Linked DNA regions of Mus musculus: all the other regions are linked to region 2. A link is a contact called in public promoter capture Hi-C data. All regions are on one chromosome and are shown on one strand. The core of a region is the stretch at or near the end of the contact, and the rest is flanking DNA. Distances in the headings are between cores, read along the strand shown. Region 1 overlaps Stap1 (signal transducing adaptor family member 1). Region 2 holds the start of Mob1b (MOB kinase activator 1B). Region 3 holds the start of Stap1 (signal transducing adaptor family member 1).

Region 1 (3,938 bases), core at 1,304-3,803, 2.6 Mb before region 2:
ACAAAACAGAACAAAACCAAACCAACCAACCAAACAAAAAAACCCAAAACCCCAAACATGCCAAGGTAGAGACTAAATTTTAAACATTTCAATCTCTCTGTTTGACAATCATTTTGTCAGAGTCTGGGGGAAAAGGCATGTCTTTGCAGATGGTCTATGAGTCATGAATTGTTATGATTAACACCATCCCACCAGTCCATTTGACATCATCAAACAAGTTCAGAAACAACAGGACAGCAAAACAATATGGACTCATGAAAAGCAAAGCGGAAGTGTAAAGGGATGGGACTACAAGAGCATCAGATGCTTGAGACTGGGTAGAATGCATTAGGATAAGCAAAGGCTGTGGGGATTGGCCACTTGGTAGTAATGGCCTCAATCCTAGTGCTATTCTGCTACAAAGGGGTAACGAACTCAGATAACAAGGTCATAGGGATTGAATGATGAGGAGCTACTGAAAAAGACTGATGTTGGGTCAGCTTCAGAACCGGTGGGCTCCTTTTTCATAAATTATGAATGTTACCTAGGCAATGGTCCACTAAACTTAGCAAAGAGACCTGTGTCATCAGGGCAGTTCAAACATTAGTTAAATTGGCTCCTTTCACATTCTAGTTTTTGGCACAGCATGGCAGACTAGACATGATCATTTGCCCTGTTCTATCAATAGTCTACATGTGGTCCCTAGCCAAGCTCTAAGCAGGAGAGGTGAACTGTCTCTAGCTAGTTTGGGTTTCATTCCTCAATAGAGTTTCTTTTCCTACACATCACAAAGGAAAACAGCTTTGTCTACCAGCACTAGAGGCATCTCTGGAATGACTAATTAAAGGAGCAGCAGGTTTAAAAAGTTCTTAAAATATCACTGTTAATCTCTGGATGTTACATAACAATACAAAAATCCCAGAGAACCAAATAACCCTATTAAAGATGGGGTACAGAGCTTACAAAGAATTCTCAACTGAGGAATACCGAACAGCTGAGAAGCACCTAAGTAAATGTTCAACATCCTTAGTCATCAGGGAAACGTAAATCAAAATAACCCTGAGATTCCACCCGACCCCAGTCAGAATGGCTAAGATCAAAAACTGAGGGAAAAAAAAAAAAGAGCTGGGCAGTGGTGGTGCACGCCTTTAATCCCAGCACTTGGGAGGCAGAGGCAGAGGCAGAGGCAGGCGGATTTCTGAGCTCCAGAGGCCAGCCTGGTCTACAGAGTGAGTTCCAGGACAGCCAGGGCTACACAGAGAAACCCTGTCTTGAAAAACAAACAAACAAACAAACAAACAAACAAACAAACAAACAAACCACCTCAGGTGACAGCAGATGCTGGTGAGGATGTGGAGGAAGAGGAACACTCCTCCATTGCTGGTGGGATTGCAAGCTGGTACAACCACTCTGGAAATCAGTTTGGCAGTTCCTCAGAAAATTGAACATAGTACTACCTGAGGACCCAGCTATACCATTCCTGGGCATATACCTAGAAGATGCTCCAACATGTAATAAGGACACATGCTCCACCATGTTCATATCACCTTTATTTATAACAGCCAGAATCTGGAAAACACCCAAATGTCCTTCAACAGAGGAAAGGATACAGAAAATGTGGTACATTTATACAATGGAGTAAGTACTACTCAACTATTAAAAATGATGAGTTCTTAGACAAATGGATGGAACTAGAAAATATCCTGAGTGAGGTAACCCAAATCCAAAAGAACACACATGGTATGCACTCACTGATAAGTGGATATTAGCCCAAAAGCTCAGAATATCCAAGATACAATTTGTAAAACACATGAAACTCAAGAAGAAGGAAGACCAAAGTGTGGATACTTTGGTCCTTCTTGGAAGGGGGAACAAAATACTCTTGGGAGGAGATATAGAGACAAAGTTTGGGGCAGAAACTGAAGGAAAGGCCATCCAGTGACTGCTCCACCTGGGGATCCATCCCATATACAGTTACCAAACCCAGACACTATTGTGGATGCCAACAAGTGTTTGCTGACAGGAGCCTGATGTAGCTGTCTCCTGAGAGGCTCTGTCAGAGCCTGACAAATATAGAAGCAGAGGCTCAGAGCCACAGGGTCCCCAATGAAGGAGTTAAGAGAAAGGACCCAAGAAGCTGAAGGGGTTTGCAGCCCCATAGAAGGAACAACAATATGAACCAACCAATACCTCCCCAGACCCCAGGGACTAAACCACCAACCAAAGGGTACACATGGAGGGACCCATGGCTCCAGCTGCATATGTAGCAGAGGATGGCCTTGTGGGACACCAATGAGAGGAGAGGTCTTTGGCCTTGTGAAGGCTCAGTGCTCCAGTGTAGGGGAGTGCCAGGACAGGGAAGCAGGAGTGGGTGGGTTAGTAAGCAGGGGATGGGGGATAAGATAGGGAGTTTTCAGAGGAGAAGTGAGGAAAGAGGATAAAATTTGAAATGTTAATAAAGAAAATATCTAATAAAAAATACAAAAACCATATAAGAGCTCAGTCCGAAGGAGATTAGGAAAGGGATCAAGTGTGATCTTAGTCTGTGTAGGGTCCTCCTCTGTACATTCAGCAGAGGAAGTGTCTCTAAGTTGTGGTCACACAGTGTGCTTGGCAACCTCTATTATGTGCAGCAGTTTACTGGGGTTTTGTTCTAAAAAAAGAATTCTTCCTCCAGTCTAAAACATTCCTTCATCTTCGGCCATATGAATCTAGTTTTAGGCTTGGAGTTTTATACCATTAAAATAACCACAGCACTTCCTCGTAGTGTTTTTATCTGCTCTTTGAGTTGCTGGTTCCCAGAGCCCACTTTCCTCTCATCTGACCTTCTCTGCAGGTTTTCTAGCCTCTGAAAACCTCTCATAGCCTATGATCCCAAGCACAACACATAACTACACATAAAGTCAACATAATGGGCTGTTTGATATGTATGCAGGAAAACACACCTACGAGCTCTATGAGAGAATGAGTTCTTAGAATAACATTTCCCCAGTCCCTTAGGATTTCTTAAAATAAAAGTTGGGGTGGGTAGAAAATCCAATGTAACTTTCTTCCCCTCTGAACACAAGTTTATTTGTTAGCTATCCAGCCCTGTAAAATAAACTGCCTCCATGGTGGTTAAATCAACTATTATGTATTGTTCTGCGGGTCAGAAAATTGGATTGGATTCAGTTGGACAATTTTTCTAGTCTCACTTTGTCACTCGCATGTGCTCCAGCTTGATAGGAGGTTTAGGCTGAGACCTTCCACCACCCTAGTGCTTGCACTACAGACACATACCACCACACCTGGCTTGAGAGATTTTTCTGTAGGATTCATGGTGTGGTAGACATCTTTAGCTCTAGAAAGCTTTAGCTTCCCTAGTGTGCATGTACTCTCACTGAGTGGAGTGGCCAAAACCTCCCTCCCGTCCTTGCTCTCAGCTTTAGGGGAAAAAACTTCCATCTTTCATTACTATGTATAATATTGTGTTGTTTTTGTTTTGTTTTGTTTTGTCTTAATTCAGAATGAAAGAAGTTCCCTTTACAATTACTACTTTTTTTTTTTTTTTGGAATGGCATTTTACTCAGATATCATGGATAGATGCCGAGTTTTGTGAACTTTTTTTGCATATTTTGTATATGATCATAGTTTTTCCTTAGTTGGTTAATATGGTGTTTTTACTGTTTATACATACACACATACATACATAGTTTCTACTGTTGATCAGATCATTCAGTGAACCCACTTATAGTGTATCAGGTGTTGGATTTGCCTAATATGCAAAAATGTGCTTGCTTATGAGAAATATTGTGTTTTTACTAAGTGAATTCACTTCTCACAGTTTACCTTCTAGGTTTCAGTATGGTTTTGATTCCGTCTTAGACTGCAGAGCTTTATCCTTGGGCTAGGGAGCATAGGTCAGACAAAGATCCTGCATGTATTCCCCAAACACTCTCCCCTCAAGTTAAAAACAAACG
Region 2 (4,301 bases), core at 980-3,479:
TATTCTGTATTATTAACATGACATTTCTCTCAGTTTTAGGATGCCAAGTCAAAGAGGCATTTCCAGCAATGTGATAGATAGATCAGTACTCAGCAGTAAGACTTGCAGAGGCGTCCTTCCCCTGCCAGTCTTTTTTTCTGATTCAGTATAAGAAGCTTAGACTTTATATCAAACCAAAGGCAGGGCCGCCTAAGCAAATCAGGAAGCAGGTAAAAACGTGTGCCGGGCTTTAGAAGGAAGACTCTGTCAGGACAGAACTTTAGAACCAACAAGTTTCTTAAAGATTATGTAATAGTCAGGTGGCGGTGGTACATGCCTTCAATCCCAGCATGCAGAGGCAGAGGGGCAGAGGGACAGTGGGGCAGAGGCAGAGGCAGGCAGATCTCTGAGTACAAGCCTGGCCTGGTCTATAGAACAAGGTCTAGGACAGCCAAGGCTAAATAGAGAAACCTTGTCTCAAAAAACAAAAACAAAACAAAACAAAACAAAACAAAAAACCCAACCAAACAAAAACCCCAAAAAACCAAACAAACCACAAACCAATCAAAAGATTTTAAAATATCAAAAGCTTTACTATACTGTTTCTCTGAGCCAGTGTCTGGAAATACAGTCTCAGGCCGGTCTTAAACTAATTCTCCTGTCTCGGTAGCCTTCTTTTCTAAGCACACAGCCATGTCTGGCTGCCAGAACTACAGTTAAGAGTGGGTGAGACTGGGGCTCTGACTTGCTCCTTCAACTACTCTTCCTCAAATAGTTTCTAACCTGGTGAGGTAAATCTCGCCTTTGGAAGACCTTTATGGAATTATATATGGTATAGTAAGTAGTATTATATCAAGATTTGAATATAAGGCTTTTACATCACCAACTTACTGTTTTTTTATCATAGTAAATCCTTTTGCTGTCTGTTTTATTTTTTTTATTTTTGATTTTTTTAGACAGCAGCTCACTATGTTATTTCTGGTTGGCTTGGAATTCCATATGTAAATCAGGCTGGCCTTAGACTCACACAGATCTGCCTACCTCTGCCTTCCCAGTTCTGGGCTTAAAGGCTTTTGAAGCTGTCTTTTCACGTTATTATTTGCTGTTCCTGAGATAATAGAAGGTTCGGGTTTCTTGCATTTAGGTTTTTAAAACCATTTAGCCAACGCGGCTGACTACTGGTGTAGAAATGAAATCGGATAAATTGAATATTTGCATCACTTTCAGGAATCCTCTGTCTTTTGGAACGCTAAGCTCAAGTTGGGCTACTATCTGCACACTGTTCCACTTAAATTCCTCGATTCAGCATCAGGTGCGAGTAAAGAATACCACTGTCTCCTATGGTAAAAACAAACAAACAAACAAACAAACACACAAACAAACAACTTCCTGTGCTGTCTTGGCTTACTCCAAACTTGTGATCCTTTTGCCTCCATCTCTGAGGTATAGCGATTCAGGCAAGCACCACCACGCACTATCTATTTATTTAATTTGTGTGGAAATGAGAGGACAACTTGTGGGAACTGGTTCTCTTTACCGCGTGGGTTCCAGGCGATCAGGCTTGGTGGCAAGTTCCTTTACTGGCTGAATCATCTCAGGAGCCATCAAACAGTCTTTAAACATAAAGCTTTGCCCTCAGCCTCTTAAGCAGGTGAGAACTAAAGTTCCTTCGAGCGCCTGGCTGAATAATTCCCAGCGTTTTGGGCATCAGTTCTTCGAAGGGACTCCACAACTAGTTAATCCGTATGGCCATGGATAACCAGCGTCCCTGCCTCAGGGAATCTGGTCCTCAGCTCTCCTGGGCTCCCTCCGTTTCCCTAGACAGCTAGCTTGTTCAAATAAAGATCTTACCTCCTAAAACATTTATTTCCCTTTCCCAAAATTCCATCTCCCCCCAAGTCGTTACAAGCAGAAAAACTTTTTTTTTTTTTTTTTAAGTGCGGGCGGCGTAGAGGGACTGGGGATGTGGCTCTCAGTTCGTGGGGTGCTTGCCTAAATCAGAGCACAGAAAGCGAGTCCAAGGCCTTCCGCTGTCCTCTCTGATGGCGACTCCCTCCCTATCCATGAGACCCAGGCGTCCTGGAACGGAGGTCCACTTCCCCGCTGGGCTCCGAACCCCCCAGGTCACGTGCTCGGGCAAGCTCTCAGCTGGACTGTGCGGGAGGCAGAGGTGACCCGAAGGTAATCCTAATGTGGGCGGGGCGCCAGAGCTCGCTCTCGCGAGACTTCGGCGCGGGAGCGCGGGGCTGCGAGGAGGACGCGGCGGGCGGTGCTTCCTCGGCCGCTCTGCTTCCAGTCCGGTGAGCCTGCCGAGTCCTGGCCTTCCACTTCCGCCCCTCAGCCGGCCGCGGCAAGTAGCGAAGCCGGAGAAGTCGCGGCCGCTCCGCCGCCGGCGCGCGTCCTTCCCCCTCCGCCACCTTTTCTCTGATTCAAGCCCGCCGCCCCAGGCTTCGCTCAGCCGAGCCCGCAGCCCACGCCGCGGCCGACATGAGCTTCTTGTTGTAAGTAGTCCAGTAGCGCCGGCTTTGTTCCGCCGCCCCCTGGGCCCCGGGCTCCAGAGGCCCCGACCTCGGGGTGCTGGCCGGCCCTGCCTCCTCGTCCTCCGGGTGCTCTCGGGGCCCTGCCTCCTCGTCCTCCTGGTGCTGCCCGGCCCTTGCCTCCCCATCTTCCTGGTGCTGTCGGGGAGCCTTGCCTCTCCATCCTCCTGGTGTTGCCGGTCCCTGCCTTCTAGTCTTCCGTACTGCCTGGCTCTGCCTCCCCGTCCTCCTGGTGCTGCCCGGCTCTGCCTCCCCGTCCTCCTGGTGCTGCCCGGCTCTGCCTCCCCGTCCTCCTAGTGCTGCCCGGCTCTGCCTCCCCGTCCTCCTGGTGCTGCCCGACCCAGCCTCCCCGTCCTCCTGGTGCTGCCCGGCTCTGCCTCCCCGTCCTCCTGGTGCTGCCCGGCTCTGCCTCTCCGTCCTCCTGGTGCTGCCCGGCCCTGCTTCCCCGTCCTCCTGCTATTGCCGAGCCCCGCCTCTCCGTCCTCCGAGTGCTGCCCGGCCCTGCTTCCCTGTCCTCCGTGTGCTGCCCGGCCCTGCCTCCCGGTCCTCTTGGTGCTGCCCAGCCCTTCCTCCCCGTCCTCCTGCTATTGCCGGGCCCTGCTTCTGCGTCCTCCGGGTGCTGCCCGGCCCTGTTTCCCCGTCCTCCGTGTGCTGCCCGGCTCTGCCTCCCGGTCCTCCTGGTGCTGCCCGGTCCTTCCTCCCCGTCCTCCGGGTGCTGTCTGGGAGCCCTGCCTCCCTGTCCTCCTTGTGTTGCCCGTCCCTGCCTTCTAGTCCTCGGTGCTGCCCGGCTCTGCTTCCCTGTCTTGGAGCTGCCCTTCCCCGTCTCCCCTTCCTCCTGGTGCTTGCTCTCAGGGCCGTGCCTCCTTGTCCTCCTGGTGCTGTCGGACCCTGCCTTTCCATCCTCCTGGTGCTGTCAGAGGGCGGGGGTGGGGGGAACACTGCTCCCTACCCTCATGTTCTGTTGGGGTGCCCTGCCTCCCTGTCCACTTGGTGCTGTCGGGGTGGGGTTGGGGGTGCTGGCTGCTTCTCAGGTCCCAGTGTGCTACCTGGGTCATGGACCCCAGTGTCTATTTCTGCATTTCTCTACCTGGCTCCATCTTCGCTTGCCTGCCTGCTTGTCTCCACCTCTGTCTCTTGTCCTTTTGTCTCTTTCTCTTGATAGAGATATGTGTGTTTGCAAGCTCACCTCCCACTCGTGTGTGCATGTGTGTACTTCCATGCTTACCTCCCACCCCACTCTCCTGACTGTCATCCAACACTTGCCAGGTCTCCCGGCTCAGTGCCAGCTGCCCGTTGCTGTTTTCTGAGTCCCAAGCCTGGAAGATGGATTGTTCTTATCTGACTACTCAGACCCCTTTTACATCTTTGTTAGGTCTTAGGGTTGAGAAAGGGAGAGAGCCAAGTTCCATAGAGGGGATTTCAAAACAGGGTTGCTTGAGGGTCTGGGGACTCTAGCACCCTGCTTCTTGCAGTGCTTTCTTGATTTGTAGAGGTTGTATTTTTTCATTCACCTTCCAGATAGGATGTGGGTATTGTTCTCAGGGTTGATTTAGGTCCACTGGGCTGTAGTTCTCCAGTCGTCTGCTAAGACCAACTTCAGTGTTACATTTAGTGCTGGGTGTTATTTTACTCCCCGTGTATTTCAGACCAGTTTGAGGTGAGGGTGGGGATCAGAGCACAAAAGTAAGACAGAAAGGGCTTGGAGCTTCAGGTCCTTGAGGTTACACTGAAGAGGAACTCTTTTGAAAGCTTTCTCAGAGTCACCCAGGTGCTCAGAATTCTAAT
Region 3 (4,037 bases), core at 1,111-3,610, 2.6 Mb before region 2:
CCACCCTGGCTTACAAAGTACGTTCCAAGTCAATCAAGTTGCATAATGAGACCCTGTCTTCAAAAGGGGGAAAGGGAGATCCATAACCTCCCATATTATTCTACATATATAACAAGATACATTCTAAAATAGTAGGAACGTATAGCTAAGAGGAGCTCTTAGCAGCTAAGAGTAATTCTTCATTCAATACTTAAAATGCTAAGGCTAGCAAATTAAATTCTTAAACAGTGATTCTTCCTCTTTTTTTTTCCTGACCCAAATACTTCAGGAAAGCATGTTTTGATTTTTTTAAAAAGGCTCACTGTGTCAATAATTACAGGGTAAAGGGCAAGGGAAGAAACCCTACAATGAGTACCTAGGAATCCCTGGGATCCTATTACAACCATTTCCATTTTCTCTACTGAAAATACTTTCATCCTACCAGAGTCAATAAAAACTGACTGGAACTGAGACTGTGTGACTTGTAATTCATTCAAATATTCCAACTTATGGATAAAATTAAAGCTGTTTTTCCCCCCAGTTATGTGTTGTAAACACATATGCATGCATACACACCACACACACATGCACATATATATTTATTTTTATGTTTCATATTTATATGCAATATATTAACATATTTTATATCAGTGAAACATTTATATATTATATATTGTTTTATATATTTATACATGTTATTTATTTATTTATTTATATGCTTTTCAAGACAAAATCTCTGGCTGTCCAGGAATACATTTATAGGCCAGACTGGTCTGAACTGAGAAATTTACCTGCCACTGCATCCCAAGTGCTGAGAGTAAAGGCAAGTATCACCATGCCTGGCAACACGATTATATTCAACTCAAATTTCTTTTAAATCTATTGAAACATATTGTGATGCATGTGAAGATAAATCAGTAAATAGTAAGGGCCAGAAATTTGGAAGTACCGGATGAGGACATTTCTATTCCTACTTTCTGGCTTAATCAGTATAATAAGTCAATAAAGTAATTCTTCCCAATAACAGATTTCACCAGGCTCTTGAAGGAGAAGTAAGAATTCACCAAGTAGATAACAAAAAGAAGGGTGTGGGAGCACACAGGAGGAGCTGTCAGAAGGAGGGCCAAGGGCTTTGAGACGTCGAGGAGCAAGTGTAAGGCCTAGAGCAGAAGGTACTTGCTGGGGAAGGGGCTTGGTTTCTTGCCAGTGCAATAAATAGTGTTCAATAAAAAATGAAAGGAAGAACCGCAGAATCTGTGAGGATCGATCAGACTGACCAAGAATGAAATTTTGAAATCTATAAGGTTTGGGGGAGATGACTGAAGAAGAAATATTTGATTCTTGGTACATTGAGGATTAATGTTATTTACAAATCAACAGTCCAAAAGAGTCTACCTGGTTTGATGAACTAGATTTAATTTAATTAATTTATTTATTTGTGCATTTACTTATTTATTTATTGCTTACTTTTTAAAATGGTAAAAAGACAAAATTAAGCAGATGTTTAATTAACATAAATATTTCTCTCTGGGCTCAGGACACTAAGGGACATACTACCAAATTCGTTGCTTGAGCCCCCACATATTAGAAGAGAACCGATTGCTACAAATTGTCCTCTAAGTTCCACATGTGCACTGTAACATGTGCACACTTGAACCTACCTGAATATTAGCACACACAAACACACACACACACATGCACAGCCCTACACACACACACACACAAAGTAAATGTCAAAACATCAAAAATATTCTTTTCTGTATTTTTCTGTAAGTCATCTTTCTCTTCTAAAGCTCTCTGGCAACAGCTAGGTATGATGACATAAATCTTTAAGCCCAACACTTTGGAGGCAGAAGCAAGTAGACCTCTGTGAGTCTGAGACCAGCCTGGTCTACACAGTAGAATTTCAGGCTATCCACGGCTACAAAAATGAGACCATATTTTCAATAAAAAAAAAAAAAAAACACTATTGGATATATAGCCAATAGGATCAATACAAAAATATTCAATGAAGAATTTTTTTAATGGATACAGTTTATTTAAGTCACATATCTTCGAAATAAAGGCAGAGAACAATCAACAAAAATGAAAGCTGGAAAAGCTAAGTGTGTCGTTGGTGTTGCTCCAAAAGTCTCGCACCTGCTCCTTTCATCATTAGGAGATGGTAATCTGCTGTTTATTTTGTTACCATCAACCTAAGCACATGAAGTTTACACAGCAGACGCCTTTTAAAAGTTGGTCTGTGCCTGATCTTTTTTACTTCACAATAACTGAAGGAGGGAAAGTGTGTGTGTGTGTGTGTGTGTGTGTGTGTGTGTGTGTGTGTGTGTGCTGTTGGTGGAAGGGTTGGTGGTTAAAAAGCGAGTTGAGACTTCCTCTTTGAACAGTTGCCTCTCCTCTCAACACTACGGAGATTTCGGTTTTTTTGAGGCTGGATAGAACTGAAAGCAAGCCAAACTCCAAAGCAAAGGCTATGATGGCGAAAAAGCCCCCGAAACCTGCCCCTCGCAGGATCTTCCAGGAAAGACTGAAGATCACTGCTCTGCCCCTGTACTTTGAAGGATTTTTACTGGTCAAACGGTCTGATCACCAGGTAAGTGTGTAGACAATAATTGTAACCCTGAACATTGGCACTTATCATAAAACTTATGTCATGGCAACACGATGCGATGAAGCCTCCTCGTTTCTGTTTGGGTTATACTGTCTTCCTTGAGTTAGAAGAATGATTCTCACTTTGAATTAATGCACAGCTTTACACACACACACACACACACACACACACACACATATGTATTGTAAGGTTTCTAATATTTAGCCATAATCTAAAAATGCAGTGAAATTTCCAAAAGAGTCTTTTAAGCATCCCAGAAGATTTTGGCTTTAAAGATGAGAGTTTTATATGTTTTATAAGCATAGCTGACTGCTATGCTTCGGTGGTGAGGAACCGCATGATGTTGAGGGGATTTAATGAGAGATAACAACCTACTTCTACTCTGGTTACAATGAGCCTTATAATGACCACGTTGTAAGAAATGATAAACTTCCATAAGATTGTGAAAATTTGATATTGACTTAATATTGTTTCATTACACAATCTGAAAATACTGTTCACAATGCTTATTTTAAAAGAATATTTAAGGTGTTATTGTAACTAGTGAACACATTAGGGTTTTTTTTTTTCAAAAGTACATTTGCTCTAAGAAAACTCATGAAGTATTTCACATACTTTTTATGTAAAATCTTAAACTACAGTTATAAAAGTGTATTTGCCTTTAAAGTTGTAATTGTGGACAACATAAAATTGATTAAGGAAGTACGAAATTATGAAATTATGTTACTAAAGAAGTAAAGAAGCCACTAGTGTAGGTATGGCATTTTCATATTGACTGAAGTTAGCAAGGTTTTAAATGTTTTCAGAAGTAGCAGTGGGTGTTCAATGAAAATGATAAGGCAAGGTTCAGAGGAGTCGATAACAGTCATGGAAAAGTTCTAAATGTGAAAATACTCTACTTGTAAGCTCATTTGCCATTTGAAAGTCAGATTGTGACTCTTGCCGTGGCTGTTAAATTTGCAAATTTAAAATAGTAAATTGGCAAACTATATTCAAATGTTGTTGTTGTTGCTGCTGCTGTTATTGAGTCTTCACAGGTCTACAAGGTTTTTACTTCACCAGAAGTGTGCAACACCTAGAAGTAAATTTCTAGGTGGTAATTTAGATTTGGTCTTTCTCTGATTCTCTTCCCAAAGTGTTTATAGTAACTGGGTCTATTACCAAGATCCTTCAGCTGTTTAAAGAAGCCATGTGGTGGCACGCTTAGCAGGAGAAAAAAAAATCCCATGTGGTGGCACGCTTAGCAGGAAAAAAAAAAAATCCACAATTTTAGAATACCAGTAAACCATGTCTTCACTTGATAGTTCTTCTACATACAACTCATGACCTTAGGAAAATTCTTCCACCCCCTGAACTCAGTTTATTCAACTGTTAAAAAAAAAAAGTAGCCAAAGGATACTACTTGCTGTGATGTAATATATTATTATTTATGTTGTACTCTTCATTA

What was found. Promoter capture Hi-C pulls out the DNA fragments that hold promoters and counts their contacts.
Region 1: a promoter capture Hi-C map of pre-B cells shows a contact between it and region 2. The contact joins the enhancer-like site here to the promoter of Mob1b in region 2. A contact is called at or near these places in 5 of 39 promoter capture datasets (the C10 cell line, cranial neural crest, embryonic stem cells and 2 more) and 1 of 9 other capture datasets (liver).
Region 3: a promoter capture Hi-C map of pre-B cells shows a contact between it and region 2, with 10 times the contacts expected there. The contact joins the promoter of Stap1 here to the promoter of Mob1b in region 2. A contact is called at or near these places in 11 of 39 promoter capture datasets (the 3T3-L1 cell line, the HPC-7 cell line, hematopoietic stem and progenitor cells and 6 more), 3 of 484 Hi-C or Micro-C datasets (B cells, pre-B cells and uterus), 3 of 115 datasets of contacts at active chromatin or transcription factors (acute myeloid leukemia, astrocytes and large pre-B cells) and 1 of 9 other capture datasets (adipose tissue).

The regions. Positions count from the first base shown.
Region 1 is chr5:86,096,623-86,100,560 of GRCm38.p6, forward strand. All of the region lies in intron 8 of Stap1 (signal transducing adaptor family member 1), which reads left to right. Among named protein-coding and RNA genes, the nearest start is that of Gm24524, 19 kb to the left of the region's middle. Within about 2 kb of position 2,554, at least 40 of the 459 cell types and tissues checked have an H3K27ac peak or open chromatin away from gene starts, as enhancers often do. A contact at or near this core is called in pre-B cells, where this site is marked.
Region 2 is chr5:88,718,642-88,722,942 of GRCm38.p6, forward strand. Mob1b (MOB kinase activator 1B) reads left to right here and starts at 2,230. Exons shown (of 6, transcript NM_026735.2): 1 at 2,230-2,480. The coding sequence starts at 2,467.
Region 3 is chr5:86,069,386-86,073,422 of GRCm38.p6, forward strand. Stap1 (signal transducing adaptor family member 1) reads left to right here and starts at 2,361. Exons shown (of 9, transcript NM_019992.4): 1 at 2,361-2,572. The coding sequence starts at 2,453.